Regions from separate parts of the Canis lupus genome. Here region 2 is linked to region 1. A link is a contact called in public Hi-C data. All regions are on one chromosome and are shown on one strand. The core of a region is the stretch at or near the end of the contact, and the rest is flanking DNA. Distances in the headings are between cores, read along the strand shown.

Region 1 (5,572 bases), core at 985-3,484:
CCCTGGGAAGCAAAGCTGTCCCTCTGAGAACTCCTGCCAAAAACATAAAAATAAGTTTGGTACTAACTTCTACTTCTTCAGTTCCTCACAGACAACACCAACTTATTATTTTTGGTTGGCTCTATCTTTAATGTACTTTAAAAAGGGAACTATAAAGGAAAAGAGTCAAACTGCTTATGGTTCCAGAGTGGCTCAAAGCATGGGCTTTATAACTGTACATCTGGGTTCAGAAATTTGTAAAACTGCTTCGTACTAACAATTTAATACAACAAAATATGTAAAATGCTTAGTACCTGAACAGACAGTATATTTTAACTCTTTATTCTGTGCTAATTTTATATTTCACTGTATGTAGCAAACATGCTGTTATCTTATAATTCTGCAGGATTCTCAAAAGAAAAATCAGTACTTTATGTATTCTGAGTAAAATGTTTCTGATGAAAATCTCTATCTGCCTGAAGGAACTAGAGAACTTTTTTGGCCTGTTTTATCTCTCAATTATAAAAGTAAAACGTAAGCCTTCAGATCGGCTCTGATCCTGATCTCAGCAGCCAACATTTCAACGGGAAAAGCAGACAGGTAGTTGAAATTCTGAATATGCAAAACCCCACAAAAGAAAATTCATTTAAGAAAATATCAAGAGGTAAGCTGTCCAGGTCTTCCAAAAACAATTTCGTTTGTCTTTTTACAAAAACCCTGGAGTGGTTCTTACAGGTTAACTTGCCCTCAGTGATGGTCTTCATTGTTCTCCCTACCAAAGTAACCTGATCCTTTTTCTTGTATCCCACCTAGATTTTGCTATCTTCCTCTCCGTAAACACACAGACTAGAAAATAGAAAATTTGAGTGGTTGTCTAAACTTTCACTCCCCACTTGTTCATGCAGTAAGTCACCAAATTCTGTGGACAGTTCTTTGGAAGCCTCAAATCCCCCCTCTCCAAGCCATCCTCACTCTATCACTGCCAAAGTGACGCTTGTAATAAGTCCGAGGTCTGCCAACGGCTCGGCTTAAATTCATCTATTTACTCCAACATCCAATGGCTCGGCTTAAAGTCATCTATTTACTCCAACCTGATTATGGAAAATTCCAAACAGCTCAGTATGAACCTGAGGATCATACTATGCATATTGCCTACTACGCTCATTGCACTCGCGACCAACCTCGCTCTCCAATCTCACCATGCTCTACTCCACTTTACCCTCAGCACCTTTCTCCAGACGCCCTTTTTTCATTACTCCCGTAAGCCACGGATACTCCCGGACGCCGACAGTGCACTACTTAGCCTCATATGAACTCAGTTACAGCACAATGAAATGTGTAAAGCTGGCCCTGGGAATGACGAAAGCCATGCAATTAAGCTTGTTTCCCAGTCCCGTGCGCACAATGGGGAGACCCAGAGAACCAGCTGCTCCGAGAAGAGCCTTAAGCCCATTGAGTTTGCACACACCCCTCCGTCTCCCCGCCAGCAGGCGGGCTCAGCACAAGAATTGGCTAAAAGGTAAAGCCACAGCAGACCCGAAGCCGAGGAAGGGGGTCGAGGGTCGGCTTTGGGCGCCCGGCCCGGCACCGAAACCCAGCCGTCCGGAATCCTAGACGCACAGGGCCAAGGCACGTTGGTTTCAAAACCCAACCTTAGAAACCCGGGGAGGCGCAGGGTTCGTTGACCCTCCCCACCTCCGCGCTCTTTGGGAGAGCGAAAAACAACACAACTCTGGTTTCTCTTCAGCATTTACCTCTCGGAGCCAAAACGAACCAGTAACTCTGTAACTGCATTAGCAGCCCTTCCCCGCGAGCCGCGTCCCAGCCCCTTCCCCCCCCCCCACCCCCGCCTAGCCCACCTTTTTGGCGCGCCGACTGCCCCACAGGCGGCCCTTCTTCCCCCGCTCCGTCCGCCTTCCCGACTTCGGGACCCGGCGGAAACTACTTCCTCTCCTCCCTCACCTGCCGCGCGCACTCCCCTTCTTGGCACCAGGTCGGTCCGCACTCCCGTTCCAGCCTGGGTCCACGACACCCTCCGCAACGTTCAACCCACGTTCCCCTCGGCCCGCTCCTCCCCCACCGGCCTCTCCGCTACAAAAGCGGCTTCCGGTCTGAGTCCGCCGCAAAAGAGTTCCCCTTCCTGCTGGGCGCGGGGCCCGAAAGGACGTCAGCGAGGCGGGGAAGACGAGAGCGGGAGCGCTTCCGGGCGGCCTCTGCAGAGGCGTGGCTGTCCGCCTAGCTGTCGCAGTCGCAGGTTTCCGCTGCGGCGACGGCTAGGGGCGGGGCCGGTGGCTGCCGAGCCCGGCATCTGTGAGTGGCTGGGTTTGGGGAGGCGACGGTTCTGGAAGCTGCTGGAAAGCGCTCGAGTGGCGGAGGTGACGCCAGCGGCCAGGGGGTGGGGCGTGATTAAAACTAGTGCGCGTCCGGCAGCGGAGGGATTACGCTGAGGAGAGAGTCCGGCGCGCGCCGCGTCGCGCCCTGGCCCGGGCGAGCCCGGGTTGGAAGCGGCCGCGGCGGAGAGTGACCTGGGTGGGTGGGCGGGCGAGGGACGGGCTCCCTGGCCTGCAGAGGTGGCGCGTGCCTGCCGCGCCGCGGCCTCGCCGGACGGGCGTGGGTCGCGCGCGGCCCCCGTACTCCGCTCTCCTAAAGCCTCGGTGCGAGCCGAGCAGCCACAGAGCGTGTGTTCACACAGGGTCACCACACACGGAGCTGCCCCTCCCTGTCTCCCCAAACCCCAGCCTCGAGGCCAGGGGCTTTTCTGCCAGGATTCTGGGGTGTTTCTCCTCCTTTCCTCCCTCCCAGATCTTCTAACGGTAAGGGGAGTAGCCAGAGCGCAGGGACGTTGCTCTCCACGACCCGTCCCGAGTGGTCAGCAGCCCGCCTGTCCCTGCTGCGCTCGTCTCAACTGCCCTGCCTTGTTCTCAGGAAGGGAGAATTCTCATTTAGTGGATAAGTGTGAGACTCTGCTTTCGCAGGAAGGTCATGTGGTTTAGGGGACATGGTGCCCGCGTGGGCTATTTCTGACCTGCGTTCTGCATCTTGGAGCAGCGTATTCGAGAAGTCCTTTTGGGCGATTGCTTTTGTGTCCTAGAGTGATACGTAGTTTCTGACCGTTTCTTCTTACAGAGTGACCACCGTTGGCATTTGGGACTGTGGGGGTATTTCTAGTGGTCTCAAAACTAAACTATATTCTGGAATAATGCTGGTAATTTTGATAGGACGGTATAGAGGACACAAGTCCTGTAACTAAGGAATTCCTCAGTAAAAAGGATTTTAGTTTTCGGTACTTAAACGACTGCATGTGGCCAAGAAATCCAATAGAGAGTTTGTTTTTCTCCAGACTGAAAAGCAGGCTGGTTAGGTTTTGTTTACCTTCTATCGTTGTACTTGATTATTAATATACTGGTATGTTTGTTGTAAGATATAGCTAGTTTTCTTTTTCAAATGAATTATGAAAATACGAGAATGTAGTATTTCCTTCTTGAAGTGATAGCCAAACTCAGAGTTTTTCCTGTTCACCGTTGCTGTTTCCATTTTTAGGATGGGAAACACTTTTTTTTTTTTTTTTTGTAATAAATGCTTGCTGAAGTGTTTGTCAGTTGAACAAAGATAATTCATTCGGTTAAAAATTGTAACTTAAATTTTAATATTGAGAAATCAACATCGCCAAACTGAATTTTGATATAATTTATAATTAAATTTGATATAATATAATGAAACGTTTGTAAAGTTGATTTATGTCTTTTAGTGCAAATTTGATTTTTTTTTTTTCTTGCCAGGAAAAAGTATGTAATAGTAACAGAAACAAAATGGATGTGGGGTTTGGGATGTGGAAAGAAAACAGGATTTTAGCATATGCTGAGTTTTGACGCCAGAGCTTTTCCCCTCTTGTAAAAGATTTAAAAAGTTCTGAAAGACTTGATAAGGTAAAAAGAATGATGGCATCATAGGACAATCCGTTAGAAGACCTTGCCTAGAAAGGCTCCTTTCATTTAAAGTAGCAGGCCCAGGTTGAGAAAAATAAATACATTTATGTTTTTTCTTTACTAGTGTATTTGAATGCCCCTTCCTATGTACACTAGTCCCAGAAAAAGAATTAAAGCAATCTCCTTGTCAGCAGTGTGGGACAGAAGTTTTATTTACCTGTTTCCAATTAAAAACTAACAATCTAATTAAAGAGATTTTATTAAGTTAATGAACAGCTACAATAGGAATATAATGTACAATTAAGGTTTTCTTTCCTTCTTTTTTTTTTTTTTTTTTTTATAAACTTCTCATAATGTCAGGTTTTGTCCCATCTGCTAGGTTGGATTCCTTAATCACAAGCCAAGTCTTCAGCCCAAACCTGGGATATAAAAGCAGCCTGCTGTGATTGGTTATTCTGATCTCAAAAAGATGAGAGCTAAAGTGACTAACCATGGTTTTTAGCAGCACCTTTATGAGTACAGTCTATTTAATCTCTTATTTCATTCCAACATTCAGGAGGCTTTACAAACCAAGAACTTTTTAAACTTGGAGACAAAATTCATTTGGTAATAAAATATGACCTGAGTAAATGAGAAGTTTTTTATAGTTTTTATCCCATATGTTTTGCTGAAGAAATATTTTTATGTTTGCTTATGGGGTGCTACCCTTGGCCACTGGTATGGGAGGTGTAAGTTACATAATGATTTGTGTACCTTGTAACATTTTTATATTTCAAGGAATTATTATTTTTAAAACACATCCAGACTCTGGGTTTTGGTTAAGGAATGTGAACCCATATTCGTATTTTTGGCAGTACACATGTGTTGGTATTTGCATATTTAGAAAATTAAAACACTTTAGTTCTTGCCCTAAACTGAATTCAGTTGAGAGAGGATAGAAAAAAGTATACATGTCATACTGTAATATGCGCAGCCATGGAGATATGCACAGCCTATTTGTAAGTGTAGCCACATCAAGGTCACATGAGAAATTCATAGTCTGAGGATTTGAGGTTATTTCACACTTTAGACAAAACATGACAACCCATTATGTAGCCTAAACTTGTTTGCATTTTGTATGGACAAAATATTGAGAAAACAGTACGATTCTCAAGAGTCACAGAGTAGATACTGGAATATCTGATTTCTAATCCTCTTTTGCTGTGTGACCTTACATGAGTCACATAATTTTCGAGGCCTCGGTTTACAGATCTGTAAGTGAGAAGTTTAGAATAGATGGTCATTTATAGTTCCAATATTCTATCTGTAGATATTTATCCTTAGCACTATGCCTACTTTTTGTAAATGTTTTCCATTAAAAGCATGATCCTATTTTGTCTCAAACTACGTTAGATTATCTAAATTTTGTATTTTTGGGGGGTTAGGTAATATTTCTCACTGTTCAAAATTCAAAATGAATATGCAGTGAAAACTTTTCCTTTCTGCTCCTGCCCCTAAGCCACCTAGTTCCTTGCCAACGAAGTAACCAATGTGAAGAGTATCTTGTGTATTTTTCCGAAAAAACGTGCATGTATATATAAGCAAATACTACATATTTTTTTGCATTTTTTATGTAAATGGTATTATACACAGTTTATGTACTTTATATTTTTTCGTTTATCTTGAAG
Region 2 (5,269 bases), core at 851-3,350, 280 kb after region 1:
GTGCATAAGCTTAATATTTACTGAGTATACTCTGGGCTGAATCAAATAGAATATGCAGATACATACCGAGTTGAAACATGATTTTGATAGCTGGCACTACAGTTCCTCTTGGGCCAAGTGCTTTCTTTGTGTAGGAAAATACTTTGATAAATAGTTGAGGAGTAGAAGGTGGTCCTGAAGGTATAGGTTAGGAAACAGAGATAACTAAAAGTATTATATAAAGAGAGAAAAGAAGAGAGAGAGGGCCAGGGAGATGTTGGTTAGTGCAGGGTTGCCATTTCTGCTGAAAAAGGATATGGGTTGGTGGATACCAATGCCATTAGGATACCGAGGTCCTTCCAAGACCAGGGAATTCTAACTTTAGGTTATCTGCATCCTTCATTTAAAACCCTTCAGCTGCTCCAAACCTTCAGCGGAACCTGTTATACAAATGACCAACCAAAGAAAAGGGCTTGATTTCCAAACTGTGTCAGCAGGAGAGAAAAGCGCTGCAGAAGGTGAGATGTGAGAGAGTCCATGTGTTCAGAGAGAGCAAGAACTCAGCCAGAAGTGACCCTGAGATTCTAAAACCCCCAGGGATTGTACCATCTTGGAGAGAACATTGGCCTTTCCACACGAGGTGGGAAAGGGACTTGAGTCAATTTTAACAAAATTTCTGTGGACAAGGTGACCCCGACTGAGAACTGGATGACATGCACAGTAAGCAGCTTGCTATTTTCAATCATAATTTCTCAAGAGACATTTATTGGTAGAAAATGACAGGGTAATTCTGCCGCCCCCCTTCCTCCGTTTATTTAAATTACTAGGTCTCATTTTCCTCATCTGCAAAGTCTGGAGATTGGACAGAGACCATCTCCGTGGTTTCTATTAGAGTCTACAGCTCTAATAACGATGTTACAGATGCAGAGAACAGACTGGTGGTTGCCAGATGTGGGGATTGGGAGTAGTGGGTGAGGAGGGTGGTCGAAGGGTACAAATTTCCTATTGTAAAATAAGTCAGTCCTGGGGATGTAAGGTACAGCCTGGTGACCAAAGTTAACAACACTGTATTGTATATTTGTAAGTTGCTAAGACTGATCTTGAATTATTTTTATGTTTTTTTTTTTTTTTTTGAGGTACATTCACCTACAGTGAAATGTGCAGATTTTACGGGTACTATTCCATGAGTTTTGACAAAGGCATATGCCTCTGTAACCCGAAGCCTAAGGAAGAGACAGAGCTTCTCCATCACTAGAGAATTCCGTCTTCAGCCGCACCCCAGCCTCCCCTCCGGCCACCCCTCTTCTGACTCTTACCACGAAGGGTTAAATAAGATTTAAACATTGTTAAATGCCAGTCTTTGTTTCACAGTGGTCCATCGGTATCGACGCCCTGATTTCTCCAAGGCACTGGGCACTAGACATCGTCTCCATTTTGCAGAGTAAGGCGTTCCGCATCCGGGAGTGAACTGCCCCCGGGGATCCGCTGCCCCGGGTAGGGGCAGGGCGGGAACCGAGAAGCGGTTCTGCGGTTTCTACGGTTTCTACGGCCCCGGCCCCGCACCTCTGAGAAGGCTGCTGCAGAGTCCACAAACCATCACCTCAGGAATAGCATACGCCTCAAACGTTCAGCCCAAATCGGCGCCTCTTAGGCGTTCTCAGACCTCAACAATCCGAAAGGCCGTACGCTCTACACCTTACTAAGGGACTCCTCTCCACCCTGCTCCTCCGAAAGCGGCAGAGGGTGTGCAACACTGCAAATGGGATTTTGCTGGTGGAAAGGCCAAAGGGGGACGGGCCGGCCCGGGCCCGACGACCTTTACGGAGCCCGGCGGCGAGACGCCCGGCGCTGCCTCCTCCGGCGCCACAGCTACCGTCTCAGAATAGAGCGGCACCGAGGCGCTCCGCCGACCGCAGCGGACCAGCGTCCGGCCGAGGGATTGGCCGCGGCCGCGGCAGGGCTCGTCGGGCAGTCCCCGAGCTCGATCAGCCGCGCGTCCTCCTCCAGGTCACCGCCCGCCCCTCTCCGCCTCACCCTTGCGCCGCCCTTCCCCCGCACCCGGGCGGGGTTCTCAGGCTCCTCCCCCGAGTTGACTGTGAGCCTCTGTGCTCCCCCCACCGCTCGCCTCGCGGCTGCCATGGCAACCGTACGCCGCCGCCGCCGCCTCTTCACGCACGTCGGGAACTAACGGACTCGGCGGCCGCAGAGGCCTGTGCCCTTCCCCCAACCGGGCCGCATCACCAACCGGCGGCCGAGCTGCGGCACCTAGGTAATGAATCCGAGGGAGAGGGGCGCAAGCAGGAGAGCAGGTGGGGGGGTATCCAGGCTGACAGCCCCACCCAGTGTCCCGCCGCCTAGGCGGTGCGGCGGCGCGGCGGTCGGGGCGCCGGCAGGGGAGGTGGAGAACAGTGGGAGCTCGAGGCTCGCGGGGCATTATGGGGATCGTAGTTTAGCGGCCCCGCAGGCTTGCGGCCGTGGCGGCGTGGCCTGGACCGGCGAACTACAAAGCCCGGCGGCCCTGGCTGCTGGGAAAGACCGATAAACTTTGAGCCTACCGGGCCAGAGAAAATCTGTGTCTTTGTGGTGCTGGGGCTCTTGGGTGGTCGCCGAACTGCGCTCTGCGCTGGGAAAGGGAAGTGGAGGTGAGACTTGGGCTTCCCGTCCTGCCGTTTGGCCCGCCCCGGTTAACAGCGCTCAGCCCCACCCCGACTGGGCTGGGCCACCGCCCCCGGTAGTCTCGGTGATGAGCAGCCGCCCCAGCTGCAGGGCCTCGGGCCTGCGGCGCCTCTGACCCTCCCAGGTTGCTGCTGCCGCTCGGTGCCGAACCGTATGTATGGCACACATTTGATGGGAGACCGAGAAACGGTTTTTTTTAACAGGCCTTTCTCCTTTCCCTAATACGTTTATTTTTAGATATTTAATCATGTTTATTCTGAAGTAGCTCGGAGGTGTTTGCATATTAAAGCCATTAATAATTACTCAGAGGGCATTAATATTTAAAGGTCAAGTGTAGAAGTAGAGACCATGCTATTATATAGTAATACCTTAAAAAAAAACCGTTCTGCCTTTTGCGTTTTATTTATTGAGGGTCAATATTGTAAAATGAGCCCCCCTCACCCCTACTTAATACTAGCTTGAACATTACCTACACATATTTGAAGATTAATTTAGCTTTAAATTACTAGTGATTTTTAAAGCACAGACTGGTCTTTTTTTTTTTTTTTTTTTAAAGCAGTGAGTAGTAGTAATTATTTTCTTTGATTATTTTAATGTTCTTTAGAATTTCTCGGTAGCATGTTTTCAGAATGAAAAATGCCGTGTTCTACTTAAAAAAAAACAAAAAACAAAAAACTCTGCAATACACCTTAGTCCTTAGAGTTGGCTCAGGCCTTGGTGGTAAGGAAGCCCACCAGATTTAAAAAACCTGCCTTGATTATCTTTTAAAATTTTTTCAACAGGTAGATAACGATCCTAGAAATTTGGTATTTTATAGAGTATGTGGAAAAAATTGATAGTAGAGTGGTCTTATTTTGTGTGTTTTACATCATTTTTTTAAAAAAGAATTTATTAGCACAAGCAGAGGGAGCAGCTGAGGGACAGGGAGAAGGAGGCTCCCAGCTTAGCAGAGCTTCTTGATTCCCAAGACCCTGAGATCATGACCTGAGCCAAAGGCAGACACTTGACCAACTGTGTTTTATTTATTTATTTATTTTTAAACTTAAAAAAAAAAAAATTAGTTTTGAGAGAGAACAAGTGGGAAGGGGCAAGGGCAGAGGAGGAAACAAACTTTCCACTGAGCAGCAGGGAGTCTGATGCAGGACTGATCCCAGGACCCTGGGAGCATGACTTGAGCCAAAGGCAGATGCTTAACTGACTGAGTCACCCAGCTCCCCAGACTGTGTTTTAAACAAGAAAATAACACAGCGCCCCTACAAAATTCCCTTTTTCTCAAAATAAGACTGGCTTGTAAATTTTACTTAAAGTACCAATTTTTTACAAGGATATGGAAAGTAAATTTTGTAAGACCATTATAAAAAAATTGAGGCCTTATTAGGGGTTGGAAGCATTTTATTTGTTTATTCAAGATTTGTTAAGAACCTATTATATTGGGGACACCTGGGTGCCTCAGTGGTTGAGCGTCTGCCTTTGGCTCAGGGCGTGATCCTGGAGTCCAGTGATCGAGTCCCACATCGGGCTCCCTGCATGGAGCCTGCCTCTCCCTCTGCCTGTGTCTCTGCCTCTTTCTGTGTCTCTCATGAATAAATAAATAAAATCTACAAAAGAACCTATTATATTGTATATTATGCCTGGTAGTGGGAATAAAAAGATGATAGAAGATAATCTGTGTTCTGTATGAGCAAACAGTTACATCATCACAATAGTATGATAGAGGTAGGTGCAAGTTACTGTAGGATCCCAGAGTGGGAATAAATAGTCATATAACATTTAACTGTTATTGAATACTTAATTTTAGTGAGGCTCCGTGCAGTATTTTGCACGTAGCCCATTATTTAATTCTCATAAAAATTTCTAGCTACTGTTATTTAGAAATGAGGAAGCAAACTAAGAGATCTTGTCCAGAGTCATAGGTGATAAAGTTTGAACCTGGGATTTCAACTCAGGTGGGGTATAACTCATTTAAGTCATGATCTCAGCCCCTGATGCCATTCTCTGTACCCATTGGTAGAAAGATTCTGACCCTAAGGAGATTAGGGGAAGTTTCCAGTATGGTGTGACATTTGACTTGTGTTAAGAAAGTTGAGTAACCTTTCAATGGAAGAGAAGATGAGGAAAGTCATTTTAGGCAAATGGCAAAGGATAATTTCTAGTGGTTTGTGTTTGCAGAACCCTAGGTCTTTCTTATACCTCAGTCCCAGAGTATGAGTACTTGCAGTGTAGTGGGTGGAAGATGGTAAAGTACTTGGTACCATGATAAAGAGTTTGGAAGGTTTTTTTTTTCAACATGGGACAGCCATCAAATTTCGAATGGAGTAGTAGTGGTGTTGTCGGGTTTGTATTTTAGAAAGATAACTCCAGCTGAAGTGTGGAGAATGGACTTTGAAGAGGGGAGATCATGTGGGGAAACTGGTTTTAGTGGGGGAGAAAGTACAATAGAAAAATGAAGAGTCTGAACTAAGTAGTTGGAGTTATGGAAAGACAGGGATTGTAGAAGTATTTAAGGGATAAAGGGATAAGTATTTAAGTATTAAGGGATAAAATTGATAGCAGCACTTTTGGGGTGTGTACGTATGTGGGACCGTATGTGAGCGAGTGGGACCATGTTTGAAAG

Evidence for each region. A called contact is a pair of places that touch in the nucleus more often than the background predicts.
Region 2: a Hi-C map of blood shows a contact between it and region 1, with 2.7 times the contacts expected there. The contact joins the promoter of KATNAL1 here to the promoter of USPL1 in region 1. A contact is called at or near these places in 2 of 9 Hi-C or Micro-C datasets (both in blood).

What each region holds. Positions count from the first base shown.
Region 1 is chr25:9,484,962-9,490,533 of UU_Cfam_GSD_1.0, forward strand. It overlaps USPL1 (SUMO-specific isopeptidase USPL1), which reads right to left and starts at 2,235. Exons shown (of 9, transcript XM_038573350.1): 1 at 1,942-2,235.
Region 2 is chr25:9,765,236-9,770,504 of UU_Cfam_GSD_1.0, forward strand. KATNAL1 (katanin p60 ATPase-containing subunit A-like 1) reads left to right here and starts at 2,101. Exons shown (of 12, transcript XM_038573356.1): 1 at 2,101-2,248. LOC102155683 (a long non-coding RNA gene) reads right to left here and starts at 1,990. Exons shown (of 3, transcript XR_005378406.1): 1 at 1,296-1,990; 2 at 67-419.